Regions from separate parts of the Sus scrofa genome. Here region 1 is linked to region 2. The links are chromatin contacts, called in public HiChIP or PLAC-seq maps. All regions are on one chromosome and are shown on one strand. The core of a region is the stretch at or near the end of the contact, and the rest is flanking DNA. Distances in the headings are between cores, read along the strand shown. Region 1 has its middle 21 kb from the start of MYOM2. Region 2 overlaps ARHGEF10 (rho guanine nucleotide exchange factor 10).

The links. HiChIP or PLAC-seq counts read pairs in DNA pulled down with a chosen protein or histone mark.
Region 1: a contact with region 2 is called in an H3K27ac HiChIP or PLAC-seq map of alveolar macrophages. The contact joins two enhancer-like sites. A contact is called at or near these places in 2 of 5 promoter capture datasets (fetal skeletal muscle and liver), 27 of 47 Hi-C or Micro-C datasets (alveolar macrophages, blood, brain and 13 more) and 2 of 2 datasets of contacts at active chromatin or transcription factors (alveolar macrophages and skeletal muscle).

Annotation. Positions count from the first base shown.
Region 1 is chr15:33,506,918-33,510,365 of Sscrofa11.1, reverse strand. No RefSeq gene overlaps it. Among named protein-coding and RNA genes, the nearest start is that of MYOM2, 21 kb to the left of the region's middle. Within about 2 kb of position 2,080, at least 21 of the 83 cell types and tissues checked have an H3K27ac peak or open chromatin away from gene starts, as enhancers often do. A contact at or near this core is called in alveolar macrophages, where this site is marked.
Region 2 is chr15:33,399,315-33,402,660 of Sscrofa11.1, reverse strand. ARHGEF10 (rho guanine nucleotide exchange factor 10) reads right to left here. Exons shown (of 30, transcript XM_021076496.1): 7 at 1,630-1,686. Among named protein-coding and RNA genes, the nearest start is that of ARHGEF10, 31 kb to the right of the region's middle. Within about 2 kb of position 1,845, at least 6 of the 83 cell types and tissues checked have an H3K27ac peak or open chromatin away from gene starts, as enhancers often do. A contact at or near this core is called in alveolar macrophages, where this site is marked.

The sequences.
Region 1 (3,448 bases), core at 831-3,330, 110 kb before region 2:
GTCTGGACAGAGATTTGCATATAGACAGCAGTCACAAACAGTCATCTCCATGTCCACATGGCTGTCGGGATCTCCACAGCTGGACCTCCTCCTGGCCTGTCTCCCTGAGACACCCCCCCCCCAGGAGCCCCCTGACTTCTAACCAAAGATGATGCTGGCTGTGTGATACAAACATCCCAGGAGCAGGAGAGGAGGCCAGGCAGGTGGGCACAGAGGGGCAGCCAATTAAGACCCTTCCTGTGGCCCCTGGAGGACATGTGTGTGTCTGCGTGTGTCGGCCCATGTGTGTGTATCTGTGTGTCTGTATGTGTGTGTCTGAGTATCTGTGTCTGTGTGTGAGTATGTCTGTGTTTCTGTGTTTGTGTCTCTGTGTGAGTCTGTGTCTGTGTGTATCTGTATTTATGTGTCTGTGTGTGTCTATGTATGCCTGTCTGTGTGTCTGTATTTGTGTGTCTGTAGGGGGGGATAACTGCTCACCCCCACTTTGTGTGATAAGCTCTGATGTTGGTTATTCTGCTCTATTTCAATCCATAGGTGCAGCTGCATCCCAGCAGATTGATTTCCTGATGCATGAGTCACACCTGAGGTCTGGAAACACTGATGGGTAAGGCAGCTGATTCCTGCTGGCGTTTCTGGGGCTTAGAAAGTGCCTGGCCATGTGGGGCGGGACCAAGTACTGGCTACCCAGAATGAGAAAAACAAAAACAAGCAGCAGTTGGAGGTGGGCAGGGGCATCCTGGCAGCTCCCCCCTCCCCCACGACCCCGCAGTTTCTGGAATCTCAAATCTCATCTGACGCAGTCCACATCCAGTCCGCTGAGGACTGGGGGCTCTCTGCTTCCTGCCAAGGGGCAGCCGAGGGCTGAGTCCCACTGTGTCCCCCACCTGTGCTGAGCCCTGGTTCATGGGAAACAAAGCAGAGGGATGGGGGTGGAGGAGGCAGTCAGGGGCCTCTGGTCTTTGATGCTTGTCCCTCAGGATGTCGAAGTCACTGATGAGTTTGCTTTTCTCCCGCAAGATGGTTCTAACCACCCCCCCTTCCCCGCTTGGTCCCTGCTCCTGAGGGGGCAGAAGATCACCCACCCTGCACTCAAGGGTCTCAGGGCTCTGTTGCGGTCACAGCCCTCCGCCCACAGGTGCTGAGCACCTGTCTTGCTCACTCACAGCATTGTCCTCCCTGCCTCAGCTTCATGGGGACACATCGTGGGGATGGGTGGACAGCCCAATGGCCTTGGCACAGGCACCCTCACTGCATCCCGCTCCTCCATCCACTAGTGCCCAAGGCTGAGGACCTTCTGAAGGCCCATCGCGCGTCAAAGGCAAGACCCAAGGGGCCCTCTGGAAGCACTGGCCCCCATGACCTTGTCTCCCCTCCCGTCACCTCCCATGCTCCCCACAACCACGCCAAGCCCACAGCCAGCCCTGCTCAGCCACCTGCCCATCCCTCGCTTGTCTGGCTTGCCACCAACAGCAGTCCCCCAGCTACGGCGTCCCGGGGTCTGTCCTGCACTGGGCTTGGGACTGCCTTCTCCAGGAAGCCCTCCCTGACCCTCAGGACCCCAGTCATACCAGCGGCGGGGGCACAGCTGTGCTAGGCCTGCTCATGCTCATGGCACAGCAGGAACTCAAGAACTGCTGAAATAACTGCTCCTACTTCCGCTTTGATAGGATCCTTCCCTTCCTAGAATCCGAATAGCCATTTGAGTTTAATGCATTTGAACGGGGCCAAAGAAAGTATCAGAAACGATTAGTGACTGGACGGGGCGGGGGTGGGGACCAGAGCCAAGGCTTAGAGAAGGACCTTGCTGACACGCTCACAAACTCCCTGGACTGCGACTTTGTGGCAAAGGGACACAGAGATCGACATCAAAGAAAACCCTTTAACCACTAAGGAGAGCTGTGAGGAATTAACAGCTTCCTCTTGCTTTTCTCTACTGTGGTCCCTGCTCTGGGAGCAGTTGTCGCATTTGCTCCTGGATGCCATCCCGCTGGAACCGAGGAAACACGAGGAATTCAGACCAGAGCCCACAGTAAGAAAGAGCCTTTGTCTGTCCTTTGTTCCCACAGCCGCTTTCACACACACAAAGGCGGCCGTGGACACTGCTCTGCTGTGTCCCTGCCCTGGGTGTTTACAGACAGGGTCTGTGACCAGCAAGAGGGGATGGGACGCGCCATGTGTGCAGAACAGTGCCTGGCAGATCAGGGCGTCGGCTGTAAAGTCCTTCCAAGGAGGAGGACACTGAGGATGAATGGCAGAAAAGTGCAGAAGAAATGGAATGGGAACTGCCGGTGAGGTCTGCACACGAGACATGCTGCGGTCCTGTCCCCGCCCCAAGCCAGCTGCCCTGAAGGTGCTGATTTTGCCCCGAAGGTGCCCTGCCTTGGAGGAGATTCCAGGACTCTGCGCCCTGACAGAAACTGAGATTTACTGCCATCCCTACGTCTGGTTACCATGGCCTTGGGCTCCGCCAGCCACAGCTCACAAAGGCTGCCGTCCTGGGCCTTTCAGACCCAAATTGAAGCTGCTTTTAGAGCAGCAGACGTGACCACATCCTCCTGTAAGTTCCCTCTAGCATCCCAAAGTTTCATTTGCAGAGTAAACACGCTCTAAATGGCCACAGCTGTTGTGCAGCTTTGCGCTGGCCACGGAGGCCTCGGTCTTGACCTCCCACATCCCAGGAACGCCGGCTGAAGGAAAACAGCCTTCGTGACCCACAGACCCGATATCAAGTTACTCCTACATTATCCAGAGGGGCCCGTGGTCTAAAACCCAGGAGGAAACAGGGCAGCCTGGCTTGGCGTGTGCAGTACATTTCAATGATGACACAATGCTGAAACCGCGGCAAAGGATGTGATGTATATTTTTCAGATATTAATTTTTTTTCTTAGATCATATGTGCAAGCCCAATTATACCATCACTGCTCAAATTTTAGAGCATTTCCAAATTATGCCATGGAAGTAGAAGATGTTATCGGAATGCATAAGAAAGGTTAATATCGAATTTGCAGAAAAGGCGTGGGGTTGGACTTGAATCTCACTGGTCTCTGAGCATTGCCCCCAACAGGGCTGCCTGTTCTGCCCAAGGACCCCACAGCTCCATCCAGACTTCAACACCAGGACTGTCCGCCAAACTCCAACAGGGCCACCAGCCCCTTGAAGCTGTGTCCCAGGAGGACAGACCCCAAAGAGGCCCCAGGCTGCCGGGAGAGCCCACTGTCTGTGCCAGTTGCAGCCCTGACCCTCCCAAGAGCATTTACTAACTAGAGCTGATGAGAGTGAGCTCCTCCTCTGTGTGGGGACAGCTGTGGACCTGCCACAGCCCAGGAGCATCTGTCAAGGGCCCTAGAGTCATGCCTTCCAGACAGAATCTTCAGGAAGGACAGGGCCGGGGTCCCAGGCCCTGGGGAGGGCAGAGTCCTGACTCTGGAAACTGCCACCTGCAGACACA
Region 2 (3,346 bases), core at 596-3,095:
CCATGAGGGGAACTCCCAGAGGCTATTTCTCTTGTTAAAACCTTAAGATACAGGCACCCCAATGTTCACACCACCATTTACAACAGCCAAGACATGGAAGTAACCTAAGCATCCATTGAGAGAGGAGTGGATAAAGACGGAGTTCCTGCTATGATACAGTGGGTTAAGGAGCTGTGGGTTTGATCCTCAGCCCAGCCAAACAGGTTAAAGGATCCAGTGTTGCCACAGCTGTGGCTCCAATTCAATCCTGGCCAAGGAACTTCCATACCCTGTGGGTGTGACCATAAAACTTTAAAAAGAAAAAAGAAAATGTGGTATATGTATATACAGTGGAATACTATTCAGCCATTAAAAAAGAATGAAATAATGCTATTTGTAGCAATGTGGATGGAACTAGAGATTATCATACTAGGTGAAATAAGCCAGAGAAAGACAAGTATCGCATGATATCACTTATATGTGGAATCTTAAAAAATTATACAAATGAACTTATTCACAAAATAGAAACAGACTTACAGACTTTGAAAGCAAACTTATGGTTACCAAAGGGGAGAAGTGGTTGGTAGGGGATGGACTGGGGGTTTGGGATTGGCACATGCACACTGAGCTCTATGGAATGGATGGTCAATGGGAACCCACTGCACAGCACAGAGAACGCTACTCAGTGTTCTGCAATGACCTATGTGGGAATGGATATGTATGTATAACTGAGTCACTTTGCTGTACAGCAGAAATTAACACTGCACTGTAAATCAACTATACTTCAATACAATACAATTAAAAACAAACAAAAAAAAGATTGATGAGTTCCCACTGTGGCCCAGCCGAAACAAATCCAACTAGGAACGATGAGGTTGAGGGTCGATCCCTGGCCTCGATTAGTAGGTTAAGGATCCAGCATTGCCGTGAGCTCTGGTGTAGGTCGCAGATGTGGCTCAGATCCCATGTTGCTGAGGCTGTGGTGTAGGCCAGCAGCTGTAGCTCCAATTCGACCCCTAGCCTGAGAATTCCCTATGCCACAGGTGAGGCCCTAAAAAGACAAAGGACAAAAAAAAAAAAGAAAGGAAAAAAAAGGTTTACACTTTGGCTGGGTGTGGAAACCTGGGCTGGAACACTTTCCTTCAGCACTTTTGAGAACATTATGCTGCTGTTCCTCCCTGGGTGGCCACGCTCTCTCCCCTGCTGCCAGATGTCACAACGGGGCTGTGCTCAGTCACGTGAACTGCGTGTGCCTCAGTGCAGACTCATCTGCACTCTGCTTTGAATTCATATTTCTACAATCTGATAACTTCCATCTTTAATTCTAGAAAATCCTCAGTGATTCTTTCCCCCATGTTGTCATATCATTTATTAGGTACATGCTGGCATTTCCAGCTTCCCTGTGTCTTACCTTCCTATTTTTTCACGTCTCTAACTCCTTCTGATACTTTAGGGTAATTGAAAAAATTACCCCCCTCGAGAGTTGTAATATAAACACATGCACGCGTGTGCACATGGGGACACCATAAACTACAGATCGTGACGAGCCCCACATGGGCTGTGGCCCTGGCAGGTAAGCTGCACGCTTATACCCAGAGGGAAAAACTGCAGACTCAACTCATAAAACTCGATTCCAGCCCCAAATCAAACCTGGCTCGGAGTCTGAATTTTCTCTTGGCACATCATCATAAATGGCTTCTTCCGGATCTGGAATAAAAGGAAGGGAAACTTTAAAACCTGACCAAGACCAGGGCACGTGGGGGCGGGGTGGGGGAGGAGTTGGCATTTCCTGGGGCTACAACTTGCTGCAGCTCCTGGAGAAGTTAGTCAGTCATGAGGCGGTGCTTGACCAAAGCCCTAGCCTTAGGGGGTAGGAGGACCACACCCTAATCTGAGCTGCTGTGAAACATCCCCAGTGGGAGTTTTATGGTTTCCAGGCCTGCTTATTCCATTACTTCACGTTCAATTACACAACTGTACAAGAGCTTTAAAAACATTTTTAAGTTTATGAAGTTAATGTGTTCTGATAGAAAATACAAAAGTAGTGTTCAGCCTCCGAAACAGAGGGACAGAGAGTTCCTGTGGTGGCTCAGCAGGTTAAGAACCCGACTAGTATCCAGAAGGATGTGCGCTCGATCCCTGACCTCACTCAGTGGGTTAAGGACCCGGCGTTGCCATGAGTTGTGGGTAGGTCACAGGTGTGGCTCAGATCCCATGTTGCTGTGGCTGCGGTGTAGGCCAGCAGCCGTAGCTCCAATTCAACCCCTAGCCTGGGAACTTCCATATGCCTCAGGTGCAGCCCTAAAAAGAAAAAGAAAAAAAAAAAAGCAGAAGGGACCCTCCATGGGCAGATGCTCCCTCTGTTAGGCGATCCTGCAGTAGAGCAATGGGGTTTTTCATTTACATTTTGTAAGAGCTCCGGGCTTAACAGGGAAACCAACCAAACCCGTGTCCTCCACCCTGGAAACCATAAAGGTAACTGGTCACTAAGCAACGGGAGACAAATGAGGTACATAAATACAGCTTCACTTGTCCTCTGATGTCGACCCACAGTCGTTGTCCCCATGTCCTCAGGGTCAATAGTCCTGTTCTTGTGCTATTGTCAAGCTCCCACATCATGCTTGTTGTCCTCTAATAATATTTATTAACTGTGACCACGGTATTTCCACTCCTATTAGGTAATGCGAGGGGCTGCTAGTGTACAGAGCTTACTTTCAAATATATATACATATGTTATTCTAATAATAAAAACAAGTTACGGGAGAAAGTCAGACAAATTCTATTTTGGAAATAAAATGGCGTGAGAATAACTAGATGATGGTTTAATCCTATAATGATCCAGCGTTAATAGCCCCCTAGCAGAATCATGTACTTAAACTAAATTGTTTTGACAATGTCATCATTAAAACCGAAATGAAACATTATAGGAGAGAATTTAATAATTAGGAGATAGTTAAGATGGTTCTACTTTGTAAGTCAATCATACAAAAAAACCATTACAAAGAAATTAGTGAGCCAGTGGATACTAAAAGGGATAATTAGAAAAGCAATCTTTACTTTAAAAAAAAATGTAAAAACAAATCTAGCTAAAATTGGTCCTGCTTTCTAAACTACACGCAGAACAGATCTGGTGTGCCATCTGGTCAGTAGGCTGCCTAACCACCCACCACCCCTTCAAAATGGTACCATGGGAATTCCCTGGGGACCTGGAGGTTAAGGATCCTCCAGCGTGTCACTGCTGTGCCGTGGGTTCCATCCCTGGCCTGGGAACTTGCACATGCTCCCAGATTCAGCCAAAGAAAATGGTGCCAAGAAAAAACATCTCATTGGGGATCCCAAGAGAGAATGGCTTGTTAATGCCACTGTC